2 separate regions of the Mus musculus genome follow, and region 2 is linked to region 1. Evidence: chromatin contacts called from public Hi-C data. All regions are on one chromosome and are shown on one strand. The core of a region is the stretch at or near the end of the contact, and the rest is flanking DNA. Distances in the headings are between cores, read along the strand shown. Region 1 has its middle 7.1 kb from the start of Gm52041. Region 2 overlaps Ly86 (lymphocyte antigen 86).

Region 1 (2,701 bases), core at 102-2,601:
CCCACCCCCACCCCTGCTCCCTTGGGCCCATTGGTCTTTTAAATGTGTTTCTCATTATGGATGGTTGTGAGCCACCCTGTGGTTGCTGGGATTTGAACTCATGACCTTCGGAAGAGCAGTCAGTGCTCTTAACCACTGAGCCATCTCACCAGCTCCAAAGACACACTTCTGATGTTCCATCTTGACATAGCAGGTGTGAGCCATCACTGCAGAGCTTTAAAAAAAAACATCTGTCGAATGGCACTTGTGATGCATCAGGAGAATGGGGGCCTCACCAGCCACCTGGGGTAGGAGGGCACACCACACCACATCTGCCTCCAGAGTTGACCGGAGCCATGTGTCCTCGTTTTATGCAGTCACTGTCCTTTTGGTGGGCACACATCCTCCAGTCATAGACACCTGACCCCGTGCACGTGCTGGGCTGTGTGTGCGATAGGCAGTTTCACCCTCACAAGGCAGATCCTGTCACTTTCCTCCACCCCTGCTCTGACAGGAAAGGGTTTTATTCCTCCTCAGCTCACTGGACTGGCAACCTAAGACTTGCACTCTGCAGGGTGAGCAAACTGGATGGAAAGTAAGATAACTGCCTTTGGGTTTCGCTGCTTCTTTCTTTGTTTGGTTTTGCTTTTTTTTGAGACAGGGTCTCTATATACAGCACTAACTGTTCTGGAATTCTCTACGTAGACCAGGCTGGTCCTGAACTCACAGAGAGCTGCTACCTCTCTCTGCCTAGCCAGTAGTACAATTAGAGCCACGGAAGCAATATCCGGGGCTGCATTCAGTTTTCATTGCTTGTTTTATCCCCCTTCCCATTTCCCTGACGCCCCTAACTTTTTCATGCATAGTAGGACTACCATTTATGTGAGAGAGTTGTGTGGTGTCTTTGTGGGAAGGCGGGGCTAATGAGCAGCTATACATTCCCCACCCCACTCATCTGAGAGCCTGGGGTCCAGCCCTCACCATGTTGTCAATTCCTGTGAGAGGCAGGCAGGACTCAGGACAGCCCACAGTCAAAGCCAGGCAGGTCACTTCCCTATTTGGCTCCAGCTTCCTTCCCCTGAAAGAAGCGACTGCTGTGTTCCTTATTTAGGACACTGACTTTGGCAGCTTTGGCTTGGAGAGCACTGGTTTGTTGTTGTTAACGAGCAACCTTCAATTATAGGTTTAAAATAAACCCAGCGGTTCTCCCTGCTCACCCCTCCCTCCCCCGCCTCCTTGGGAGCGGGCAGGCAGCCGCTGGGCGTGGCAAACGTCAGGAACCCTAGAGCGGATGGACAGAGAATGTCCCCCATAGGCGCTGGCATTTGAACACTTGGCAGTTTGGGGAGGTTTAGGAGGTAGGACTTCGCTGGAGGAAGTATGTCATTGGGGGCAGGCTTCCCTGCTTCAAGCTTGTGGTTCAGGATGCGAGCTCTCAGCTGCTAAGCCTGCTGAGTGCTTCCACCTTTCTGCCACGATGAACTCCGCATCCTTCTGGAATCGTTAGCCCAAATCAACTTTTCTTTTTCACCCACGAGTTTACCTTGGTCATGGTGTTTTATCAGAGCCGCAGACAAGTAACGAATGCAAGCCTGGAACAAGCACGATGAAGCTATTGCCTACTAGGTCTGCCAGCAACTGAGGCACGAGTGCAGCTCAGAGCGTCACTCTTGAGTCTTTGTCCCTCCCGATTTTATACTCCTCCACCCCAAAGGCTGACATCATCTGGCTCTGGAGTTCCTCCCCACAGCTTCTGAGGTAAAGACTCAGTTCCTTGCACATTATGCTACTGGAAGATAGAGGGATTTATTTTTAAGGGGCAGGGCCAGTAGGAGGAAGTGAGATTGTTGGACTGTGCCCTTCAAGAGGCCCTAGGGAGGCTGGTTCTGCCTTCTATCTCGTTGCTTCCTGGTTGCTGTGAGATAAGCAGCTTCCACGGTTACAGTTGGCAGTGAGACTACTGACCGTGGCTGGAAGCCTCCGAAGCTATAAACGGAAGCAAACGCCACTTGTTTTTGTTGAGAGAGCTTCTTATTTTGTTAGTTTGTTTGTTTGTTTTTTGAGACAGGGTTTCTCTGTGTAGCCCTGGCTGTCCTGGAACTCACGCTGTAGACCAGGCTGGCCTCGAACTCAGAGATCTGCCTGCTTCTGCCGCCCGAGTGCTAGGATTAAAGGCTTGTGCCACCACGCCCAGCTTGAGAGAGCTTCTTGCTATGCAGTAAGCCCAGGCTGGCCTTGAATTTGAGACCTTCCCACCTCAGCCTCCCAGACACTGGGATTACAGGCCTACTATATCATTCCTAGCTAGTCCCCCTCTGTCTACCTTCCCTCCTCTCCCCCTCCCCCTCCCCCTTCCTAAAGATTTTTGCCTTGTTTTAGATGTATTTACTTTATTTTGTTTGTCAGAGTTTTTGTCTGCATGTATGTCTGTACAACACGTGCATGCCTGGTGCCCACGGAGTTTAGAAGAGGGCACCAGATCCCCTGGAACTAGAGTTACAGATGGTTGTGAGCCACCATGCGGGTGCTGGGAATGGAACCTGATCCATTGCAAGCACAACAGCTGCTCCCAACTGCTGAGCCGTCTCTCCAGCCCCTTTCGTCTTTGTAAGTTGGTTATAAAGTCTTATAACTTATAACTTTATAAAACTGGGTATTTTGTTACAGTAATGGGAAACTAGCTAACACAGATGGAGTCTATTAAGAGCTCTATTCAGCTGGC
Region 2 (2,700 bases), core at 37-2,536, 590 kb after region 1:
AGTGGGGATAGGGAATTGTAGATGAAGCAGAAGTAGTAAATGTATGAGTGTTTATTGAGCCACTTCTACAGCTACCCTAATAGAGCCTTAACGTCTACACTGATTAAGGATGATAGAGGCATAATGATACATATACAATAGACTGTGAGAAGCCAGAGGAAGGGCAAACTAGGGACTCTGAGGGCATTCTGGAGAGGTGTGGTTAAGCCAGGTATGAAGGGAGAGACTATAGGAGAGAGATAATTAGAGTTTTACTATGGAAGATATAAACCTTTCACTAATTTATTTATTGGAAAGTGGCCAAGCACATTAGCATCCTTAGCCCTTGCATTAGCATTCTTCTGGGTCAGCTTTTTTTTTTCCTGCTAACAGCACATACAGGAAGCAAAACCAGATCTCAAGAAGAAGTAAGAATGAAAACAAAGGTTTAATCCATTAGGGGGAAAGTTGGTGTTTGGGGCCTTAGAGTGAGGTCAAGTATAAGCCCTGGAGGGTGTGTGTCAGGGAAAAAGAAAGAGGTAGAGAGAGGGAGATCAAGGAGGGCAACGTGCATAGTAGGAAAAAGAAGGGAAGAGAGAAGATAAAGAAGGGAGAGAGAGCTTGCCTTCCCAGAGCAGGAAATACAGAAGATTGAAGCTGGCTTTAGACACAAGCTCAAAGAAGGTTGGTGGGAGTGATTTTTAAAAGAGAATTCCTCCCCTGTGGGAGAAAGTCAGTCAATTTCCAACAGGTTTTAAATCCAAGTAGTAGAACTAGAGGTAAGGGCAGGTCACACACACACACACACACACACACACACACACACACACACACACACAAACAAAAGATTGTAAAACTTGGTGTGATGGTTAGTCTTAATGCCAACTTGTCATTACTTAGAATCACCCAGGGGAAAAGTCTATTGAGGAATAATCTAGATCATGCTAACCTGTGGCTTTGTCTTGGAGAGTTGTACTAGCTAATTTTAATTTTATGTCAACTTGACACAAGCTAGAGTCACTGGAGAGGAGGGAGCCTTAACTGAGAAAATGCCACCTTAAGATGATTCTATAGGCAGGATGTAGAGCATTTTTTAAATTAGCAACTGATGAGGAAGGGTCCAGACCATTGTGAGTAGGACCACGAGGGGTAGGTGGTCTTGGGTTCTGTAAGGAAGTCAGCTGAGAAAGTACTGAGGAGAGCAAACCAGCAAGCAGAATGCCTTCATGGCCTCTTCATCAGCTCCTGCCTCTAGTTCCTGCCTTGTTTGACTTCCTCTCCTGACTTCCTTTGATGATGAACAGTGATATGGAAATGTGAGCCAAATAAAGTTTTTCCTCCCCAAGTTGCTTTGGTCATGGTGAGTCATCACAACAGTATCGACCCTAATTAAGACAGTTGTTGATTGGCTCATCCCACTGTGGGCAGCTCAGTTTTATGAGCCAACCCATAAATTAGAAAAGAGTTAAGAGTGCTAGTTTTGTAGGGAGTAAGCAAGTGAGGAACCGTCTTGCTCTTTCTGTCCTGGCTGTAGATGAGAGATGACAGGTTACTGTGTTTCTGCCTTGACTTCCCTTCAGTGACAGACTGGAATTGTAAGCCGAGGACTGGAATTATAAACCAAATAAACCACAGTGATGTAATGAAACTAGAACAGTAGAGAAATTTGAGTGAGTTCTGTGGACTTCAATTATCCAGCAGGAAACACAGAGGCTTCAGGGATCCCAGAGACCCTATGACTTGTTGACATATCTACTGGACTACCTGAGACAGAGCCAACGAGAAGGCTAGAGAGGTACCCCCGTACCTCACTATCCTCAACTTAAGAATTGAATTTCCAAAATCATTTTGATTTTTTTCCCACCAGTTCCTATTGAAAGTTCCATCTTCCCCCAAAACACACTGTTCAAAGTACCAAAGTCAAGGTGTCATCTTCTGGGCCACCACCTTAGTCAATCCAGCCCCTGAGATCCCAGGCAAATAATAAAGTATACAGCATGAGAAAATCACCAGAGCTGGTATTCAATGGGATCTTGCTCTCTCTAAGCCCCACTGGTATCTGCAGCTCTGCTCCACAAATACGCCAGAATGTCCAAGACAGACATATTGTTGACCTACATTCATATATGTATGACATTATGGGATTTCTTTTGGTGAACTTTTTTTTTGTAACTCAATTGTCCCATCCTCCGACATGAATTTTGTTGCAATGTCTTGAAGTTGGACACACCCAATTCCAGGTGTAAGCTGTCATGTTAAGAATTGTGTTTTATTTATTAAGGAGTTCAGATAACTGGTGTCTGTGTTAGTGGACATGCCCAAGTTGGTTGGATATGTAAGGAAAAGGACAAAGTGGGGTGATTTGACAAGAGCAGAAGGAGTTAGGCAATGGAGCCTTGTATTCTCGGCCTTGGCTTTGGTAGGTGCTAGCAATTACATTTGAGACCTTCTTGTGAGGCTTATAATATTTTTTTTCCAATTTAGCTCTCCAGGAAGTTTTGAGTCCATTAGCTTTTCTTGACAACAATGGAAATATTTACTTTGATGTTTGAGATAGAGTTTCTGGGTGTGCTTGAACAGCCAATAGTCCAAGGTCAGATGTGGCAGCCATTCCTCTGTATCTTTCACCAGACAATAACAAACAGGCCTTATTTAGACATTATCTATTAGGCTGCTTGCTTACCAATTCTGCAAGCTTTTGTTCTGTTTATGATTAAAATG

Evidence for each region. A called contact is a pair of places that touch in the nucleus more often than the background predicts.
Region 2: a Hi-C map of bone marrow-derived macrophages shows a contact between it and region 1, with 17 read pairs. The contact joins two enhancer-like sites. A contact is called at or near these places in 1 of 15 datasets of contacts at CTCF or cohesin (large pre-B cells), 1 of 484 Hi-C or Micro-C datasets (bone marrow-derived macrophages) and 2 of 115 datasets of contacts at active chromatin or transcription factors (large pre-B cells and microglia).

Annotation. Positions count from the first base shown.
Region 1 is chr13:37,957,846-37,960,546 of GRCm38.p6, reverse strand. No RefSeq gene overlaps it. Among named protein-coding and RNA genes, the nearest start is that of Gm52041, 7.1 kb to the left of the region's middle. Within about 2 kb of position 1,351, at least 83 of the 459 cell types and tissues checked have an H3K27ac peak or open chromatin away from gene starts, as enhancers often do. A contact at or near this core is called in bone marrow-derived macrophages, where this site is marked.
Region 2 is chr13:37,368,512-37,371,211 of GRCm38.p6, reverse strand. The region is part of intron 1 of Ly86 (lymphocyte antigen 86); the gene reads right to left. Among named protein-coding and RNA genes, the nearest start is that of Ly86, 25 kb to the right of the region's middle. Within about 2 kb of position 1,286, at least 2 of the 459 cell types and tissues checked have an H3K27ac peak or open chromatin away from gene starts, as enhancers often do. A contact at or near this core is called in bone marrow-derived macrophages, where this site is marked.